Linked DNA regions of Mus musculus: region 1 is linked to region 2. The links are chromatin contacts, called in public promoter capture Hi-C maps. All regions are on one chromosome and are shown on one strand. The core of a region is the stretch at or near the end of the contact, and the rest is flanking DNA. Distances in the headings are between cores, read along the strand shown. Region 1 holds the start of Spata3 (spermatogenesis associated 3). Region 2 has its middle 27 kb from the start of Gpr55.

Evidence for each region. Promoter capture Hi-C pulls out the DNA fragments that hold promoters and counts their contacts.
Region 1: a promoter capture Hi-C map of the HPC-7 cell line shows a contact between it and region 2, with 2.5 times the contacts expected there. The contact joins the promoter of Spata3 here to the enhancer-like site in region 2. A contact is called at or near these places in 13 of 39 promoter capture datasets (the 3T3-L1 cell line, 3T3-L1-derived adipocytes, the HPC-7 cell line and 9 more), 1 of 15 datasets of contacts at CTCF or cohesin (CD8 T cells), 5 of 484 Hi-C or Micro-C datasets (B cells, bone marrow-derived dendritic cells, cortical neurons and 2 more), 7 of 115 datasets of contacts at active chromatin or transcription factors (CD8 T cells, the HPC-7 cell line, bone marrow-derived dendritic cells and 4 more) and 2 of 9 other capture datasets (adipose tissue and liver).

The regions. Positions count from the first base shown.
Region 1 is chr1:86,019,408-86,023,661 of GRCm38.p6, reverse strand. Spata3 (spermatogenesis associated 3) reads right to left here and starts at 1,717. Exons shown (of 4, transcript NM_001122732.2): 1 at 1,313-1,717. The coding sequence starts at 1,613.
Region 2 is chr1:85,986,213-85,989,953 of GRCm38.p6, reverse strand. It overlaps a transcript of Gpr55 not described here. Among named protein-coding and RNA genes, the nearest start is that of Gpr55, 27 kb to the right of the region's middle. Within about 2 kb of position 1,418, at least 32 of the 459 cell types and tissues checked have an H3K27ac peak or open chromatin away from gene starts, as enhancers often do. A contact at or near this core is called in the HPC-7 cell line, bone marrow-derived dendritic cells, hematopoietic stem and progenitor cells and 2 more, where this site is marked.

The DNA of each region.
Region 1 (4,254 bases), core at 468-2,967, 33 kb before region 2:
AAAGATCCCCTCTTCCTCCTCCTCCTTCTCTCTGGAGGACCTGCTGGCCTCTTGGTATTGGAAGGTCAGTTGTGGTCAAGGGTAGGGAATCTGGAATCAGAATAGACTCAAGTTTCCCTTTCAACCATACCAAGGGCTGCTCCAGAGGACAAAGGAATATTTCCTCCCTACAGTATCGTCAGATAAGATGGACGGAAATGGATGAATGAAGTACTAGGCATGGAAGGAACAGTCAATGGTCACTTGTCTATCTTCATTATCCTCAGTGGTCTGGAGCATCCCAGCTTTCCAACTCCACTTGAGTCCCCTTGATACTGTCCAAAGTTTTGTCTCTCATTGGCTATCCAAGAAGATGGAGACTTCTTTTTGACAGCTGGCCAGCCATTTAATATTAGGCAGAGCTAAACTAAATTAAAATGATGGCTACAAAATACTGTTTTTACATTTTTGGTTTGCTTTATACATTGCGCAGACCCTTTTCTAGTATCTTCTGTGGGAAGGGATGACAAGCAGAAATATAGGATGCCTATTTGGAACAGATACTAAGGATTATAACATTATTTGTGGCTTATCTGAAGTTAGGAGTTAGTCAGGAGTCCTATATTTTGATCTAGCCATCCTCTCTGTAGTCCAAGGTCAGATCTCTTAGGGTAACATGGAAAGACAAAACAAAACTCCTATCTTCCATCTGACAAACAGAAACCCCCAATTCTCTCAAAGGCTGTACCATAGTCATCTACCTCCATCACCCTGTACTATCTTCTTTGGAGTGGTCTGGCCTCTCGAATAACCAATAAAAGGTAGCCAGAAGGCATATCACTGCTTCCTTTCTTTTAGTCTATATTTGCTTTTAATTTCTGAATGGATACTAACTGACTCCTAATGAGAGGGTCTCCCCCCATGGAGCCGTAAATGTTAGTATGTATCCATGGCTGTTTGCAGCGAGACCTGAGATGCTACAGAAGGACATAGCCTAGGGATTCTACTCTCTCATAAAAATCATCCTCTTGGCCGGGCGTGGTGGCACATGCCTTTAATCCCAGGACTTGGAAGACAGAGGCAGGCGGATTTCTGAGTTCGAGGCCAGCCTGGTCTACAAAGTGATTTCCAGGGCAGCTAGGGCTACACAGAGAAACCCTGTCTTGAAAAACCTAAGGGGGAAAAAAATCATCCCCTCCACAGCTTATAAACTTAGCCCCGGGCAGCATGCTGACTATACACCACCACCACCAGACTGGAGCCCACCTCTGGTAGCTCTGGGACTCTATCAGCAAGAAGGCTAGAACTGCCTTAAAGCAGGAAGTCCGCCCACCTGCTTTCCTGCTTGGAAGAATTGGTTTAGGTTCCATGGGTACCAGGAACGGAGATGAGGCAGGTTTCTCTGGAGGCGGGAGAGGCTGTGGTGTATGCTGTTGCGGTTTAGGCTCAGGGTTAACTTGGTGTGGTGTGGTGGACTCCTGGCAAGGCTGTGGCTTAGATGGTGGCGAGGCGGGCTCTGGACATGACGGCGGGGTTTCTGAGCTGGGCTGCTGTGAGGAATCGGAGCTAGTCTGCGGTGAAATGGAATTCCTGCGGCGCCTGGAATCAGACTTTTTCTTTTTGACCTTCTTCATGGTGATCCTTCTAGAGTAACACCGTGGAGCTACATGGAGCTGTGAATTTCCTGGCTCCCTCCCTAGGTAGGCAGTCTCCCCTGTGGGTATGTCTCTGATCTTTGACCACAGCAAGGTCCCACAGACAAGAGTCACCCATACCTCCTGTGAGGTCACAAAAGCCAGGCTGGCCCCTGTGGCTAGGGCTCTGGCACCGGTTTCCTCTCCCAGGGCTTCCTGCTTGAACCGGCAGGAGGCAGCAGCTGCCTTGTTCCTCCATGGTCTAATTAAGACAGTCTTTGGGCCTAAGAGAACTGGATCCATGATTATGTGACCAGAGCCTCAGGCACCTTTCGGCTGCACGTTCCAGGGTCCGTGAGAGCTACTTTTTATTCGAAGACATCCTGAATAGGAAGGATTCTCAGCTCCGTTGCTGGTTTCTACGTGTCTATCCCCAAACACAAACATTATGGTTAACATTTAGGGAACTTTCCTGAAGATTTGACTTCCTTTTTTAGCATTTTACCTCCCACAACCCACTGCCTTCTGTCATCTCTGAATATATGTGAACACGAGTGCTTGCTTGTATGAGTGTGTGTGTATGTCTAAACTTTTATAAGAATCCTCGAATTTGGCCAATTCTACCTTAAGCCAGTTCTCAGAAAACGAAAAATTTCTCAAATTCATTTCATTGGTATTACCTCCCAAAACACTGGTTAGGTCAAACAAACTATGAATCTCTTAACAATTTAACTTCCATTTTAGGGTGGAAGAGTGAAAAGTGTTTTGAAAAGATAGCCTGTCACACATCACAATAGAAAAGTGCGTTCCCAGAAAGAACTTCCTCCATGAAGTAGGTAAGCTGCGTGGGTAAAGTACACCTGCCCTACTCAGACACCAGAAGCTGGGGAAGGGGTGAGGATGCAGTAAGGAGGGTGGAGGGAGAGCGAGTGAGCCAGAAAGGTCCTAGACAAGCTACACACAAAGGCTAGACCAGATGTCAACAGTGAAGTGAGAGAATCTATTTTCAGGCTTCTAGAGCCAGCAAAGACTTTGCTGACTATTATTATTATTATTACATTATTGTCATCACTATTATTATTATCCCAAAAAGGATATTGATGTTCAGAGAAATTCAGTTATATAAGTACCTCCCAAACTAAATCCCCATTTCTAGTTGATTGGTGACACACTCAAGATTAAGTTCTAAAGGGTTATTTTTCTTTATGACCCCAGTAGGCAATGGGGAGTCAGATTATACAGACTTTGAAATTAAAGAATTGGAAAAAAATTAAGTTTCTTGCATGAGAAGATTAGAGAAAGATATGGGTTGGGAGTGCAGCTTAGATCAGTATGGCTCAGGCTGTGTCTGGTTGGTTTGGAGCAAGGCGGTTCAGTGGGTAGGTGAATCTACAAGAAGCTGGCAGTTTCTGAGGTCAAAGATCTATGGGCCATTTGAAGGGATGACATTCAGAATCAGGCTGGAACCTTTTCAGTGACTGCTAGACTTTGACTGATGAGCATAACCTGATTGAAATCAGTTTCTCAGTCTCAGTCCTGATTGACACTATGGGCTAGATAATATCTTTTGGAGGAGGCTGTTCTGTGTGTTATAGGAAGCTCTGCAGCCTCTCTGGCTTTGACTGGCCAGCACCCCATCAGTGTAAGGAAAAGAACATCTCCAGATGTGGCTAAATATGCCCAGAGCTTGGAGAAGGTGTTAACATTTTTCCTGGTTGAAAACAACCGGTTTAAACGAATCTGATGGGACAGGAACATATTTGGGTAGAATTTAAGTAGCCATGAAATAGCCAGTTCATTTCTCCTTAAAGGGATGCCACAGGGTATGGGACACACAAGCTTGTGTTCTGGGAGATAGAGGACAGAATACAGGTTGAGGAATGTTTGTACCATTAAGGAGAAATGGTTCAGAAGCAGGGAGAAATCCTCATAAGAGTTTCCTGCCAAGAACTGGCTCTTCTACATCACAGTCACAGTGCACTTAGCTTAGGCTTATGTCTAGCTTTGTCTTAGCTTTCATTCCCCTTGCCCTAGATTTGGGCAAGGAGAGCCAACAAGTTTCAGAATCGATAGAGAGTGAAAGGGGAAGGATGGGGCCCTTCAGAAGACTCTAGGCAGAAATTTTCTTACTAAGAGGTTGTTGCCAAAGACAGGCTAGGATTTTTGTAGTCCCCGAGGAGAGTCTCAATTGGAATGGGCTCATCAGTGGGGACTTTTTAAACCAGAAGCCTTGTCATGTGGTAGTGAGTTTAAAAGGTTGGAGGTTAGGTAGCAAGGATAAGACTTTGAGTGTGATAATACCATGCCCCATCAACAACAGTCCCTTAGGTTCTGGCCTTTCAGGGTGTTCTGCACACTAGAGTGAGTGTGTCACCATCCATCCCAAAGTTAGCCTCTACGTGCTGAGTCTGGTCTGGCATCAAGCAGTCCTTCATCCTTGCATGTCATGTGGTAGGGGAATGGGTCTAACTAGAGAGAGATAGCTTGCTGTGGCAACTAGCTGAAAGGACAGCAGAGCCTCTGTAATGGAACATCGAGGTGCCTGTGCTCAGAACACTTTTCTGGGTCCTATGCTGTCCCAGGAAGGGGCTTCTGGAAACAGAAAGTGCCCAAAGTCCATGTTAAGAACATACTGCTCAGT
Region 2 (3,741 bases), core at 169-2,668:
CCATGGATGTTGTGAAGTTGGTAACAAGAGCTTTCTTGAAGGACAGTAGGTTTTTTTTTCCCCAGTAGAGTTAACACTTTTTTTTAAAATTAGGTATTTTCGTCATTTACATTTCAAGTCCCCCATACCCTCCCCAGTCTTCTCACTCTTAAGTTGACAATGACAGTATCTACCTCAGGATAGTTGGGAGTAACTAAATGAGCTGATGAACATGGAGCTCTTTAACGCAGTGCTAGGAGCACTATTCAATAGTCAGGGTGGGAGACAATGCCTTGGAAGAGACCGAGGCCAGCTTGATCTACACAGTCAGACACTTTTAGCCATAAAAATGAAAAATCACCAATGTTATGTCCATGGCAAATTCCTGGGCCATGCTGAGTGTTAGTGTTGTGGTTATAATATATGTAATTATTATGTTATATACATACATGCACATGTGCAATTGGCAAAAAGGTAAATAAACACTCATTTGTTTCTTATCTTTTCTGTGGTAGACAATGCCTTTAGTCCCAGAGGTAGGCAAATCTCTGTGAGTTCAAGGTCAGCCTGGTCTACATAGCAAATTCCAGGACAGCCAGGGCTACCTAATAGAGAGATCCTGTCTTGAAAAACAAGACAAAACAAAACAAAACCCCCTAAAAACCAAAAACAAACAAAACAAAGTTGGGAAATGGCTCAGAGGCTAAGTGTACTTCCTGTCCCAGAGCCCACATGGTGACAGGAGGGAACCGACTCCCCAGGTTGTTCTCTGACCTCTGTACTCAGCCCATGGCATATGTACCATCTTTCTCTCTCTGGTACACACGCACACTCATGTGGATGCACTCTTGCGTGCACAAGCAAGCACTAACACACACACACACACACACACACACACACACCAAATGAAAAGTAATTTTAAAAGAGTAAAAAAATCGGAAGTGAAACCTTACTTTCAGATGAATTCTAGAAAAAGAGTTGACCTTGGCTTTGCCCTTAGGCTTCCTTTTGGAGAATCAGGAAACCTCTGGTCTAAAGATGCCACTGTAACCTTTTCTGCTCATGCTTCCTATAGGAGGGAACTCCTTTTTTGGACATCTAATTTACCACAGCCAAGGTAACGGTCTCTATACATGAACTACACTTGGCTTTGCTCGATAGTTGGAAGGACAGCCCATTGAGCTAGGGATTAATAGATTCCCAAATATTGACAGTGGCTGAAGAGAATGTATATCAAGAAAGGGCCCATGTTTAGGTTGTGGGAATTTCACATAGATACAGAACCAGGAGTTTGTGTGAAAGCCTTTTTTTGTTTTTTGGTAAGAACATCTGACTAACTGTTGCACCTATTCATGACGAGACTCCCCAGGTTGTTCTCTGACCTCTGTACTCAGCCCAGTGACGAGGCTGCAGAGTGGCTGTCACATTAAGGAACCACAAAAAGCAGGAAGTTAAGACCTATCTACTGGGCCGTCACTGAAAACAACACAAAATCACATGAGTGTGCGTGTGTACCAGAGAGAGAAAGATGGTACATATGCCATGGGCTGAGTACAGAGGTCAGAGAACAACCTGGGGAGAGTATAGTGCTGTTTATATTATTTTCCATAATTCCAGTGGTGTGCTGGAAATTAACCCTTGCCACTCAAAGCACACAGAGATGGTCATTTTAGGGAAAGGAGACATTAGGTAAGTTACCAGCTCTTCATGAAAGGAGAAATGGCTGTCACATAATAAAGGGACATAGATGGTAGGAGAAATCTAAAGATGAATCCATGTCTAATGGCAGCTGCAACAAGAGGCCTCTGACCAGGCATAGGGAGTGACATATGGCACTTAGCAGGCTGAAGCTGGAGGGATCACAAGTTCAAGGCTAGACTGACTACATAAGTGAGTTCCAGGACAGCTTGGGATGTGTAATAAGACTCTGTCTTAAAAAGCAAAACAAACAAAAAGAGACCAAAAGAAATAAAAGCCCATGTGTCTTCTCACTTGTGGGTTTAAATCGTTTGATGGAGATTATGTAAAGAATAAAAAGGTTCCCCTGGGCTTTCCAGATTCAGGGAAAAGAATGCAGGAACTGAGTAACAGATCTTGTATTGTTTGTTTGTTTGTAAGAGTGGTGTGCTACATATACAGTATTTTCCAACTCTGAAGTTCCAACACAAAGTATTTGGGAAACTTGAAAAATACTAAAGCTTAAAAAACAAAAACAAGCCGGGCATGGTGGCGCACGCCTTTAATGCCAGCAATGAGGCAAGGGGGAAGGCCAAGGAACAGAGGCAAAAGACCCACCTTCTACCTTGCCCTTTTGAAATCTGAGCAGCTACCAGAGGGTGCCCTACTTTGGGGAGGGAGGGTCTTCCCACATCAATTGAAGCAATCAGGATTGTTCTCCCGGTAATTCTTCTCTGTGGCAAGCTGACATTGAAACCCAGCAGCAAATCTTTAGTAAGTGCTTCCACAGTCTAGGCAGCGCTCTGTGTGCCTTTTATATATTGACTCACTGGCTTCTCACAGCAGCTCTATGATGCAAAGGCTGCTACTGGCCTCTCCGTGTTCTAAAAAAGGAAGGGAAGTTACTTTCTGCATGCTTGCCTTCAGCATCTGGTTGGGTCTGGCTATTGTACTTTGTTGCTCTTGGACCTCTTTTCTCGTTTGTTTGTTTGTTTGTTTTGTTTTGGTCTTGGGCACCTGTTACCAGCTGCCCTTCTATGACAGAAGTGATCTCTCTCTCTCTCTCTCTCTCTCTCTCTCTCTCTCTCTCTCAAAGTGGGTATTTACAGCCTTCTGAAAAACTCTGCTTCTTGCCAGGCAGTGGTGGCGCATGCCTTTAATCCCAGCACTCGGGAGGCAGAGGCAGGCGGATTTCTGAGTTCGAGGCCAGCCTGGTCTACAGAGTGAGTTCCAGGACAGCCAGGGCTACACAGAGAAACCCTGTCTCGAAAAACAAAAAACAAAAACAAAACAGAAACTCCTTTGAGGCTTTTGCCAATGATTTGGAAAAGAGGGAACTAGGCTATGGTCTAAAAGCTAAACACAACACAACTGGAAGCAGATCTTGAGAGTGTCATCCTTCAGATGGTAAGTGACTCCAGAGTTGGAACAAAGACTTGGATGCCATGTGTCCTAGTCAGGGTGCTATTGCTGCGATGAAACACCATGACTGAAGGTAAGTTGGGGAAGAAAGGGTTTATTTCACTGACGGTTACACATAACGGTTCATCATCAAAAAGCAGTGAGGGCAGGAACTCAGGCAGGGTAGGAACCTGGAGGAGGACACAACTGATGCAGAGGCCATGGAGGGATGCTGCTTACTGGCTTGCTCACATGGCTTGCTTAGCCTACTTTCTTAAAGGACCCAGGACCACCAGCCCAGAGAAGCACCATCCACGATTGGGCTGCCCCCTCCCCATCAATCACTAACTAAGAAAATGCATATAGGGTTGTCTACAACCCCATCTTATGGAGACATTTCCTCAGTTGAGGCTCCCTCCTCTCTGATGACTCTTAACTTGTGTCAAGTTGACATAAAACCTGCCATTACAGAAGTCTGTGAAAGGCTGTCCTGAGCAGTGCACATTCTATGTAGGCCACAGAAGTCTGTGAAAGGCTGTCCTGAGCAGTGCCCATTCTATGTAGGCCACGCTCTGGTAGGGATAAGACTATGAGATCCGGTCCAAAGATGCTTGCAGGTTGCCTATTCCAGCAAGGTGGGTGGTGATGGTGGTGGTGGCTTTTTGACTTGCCTAAAGTGCTGTT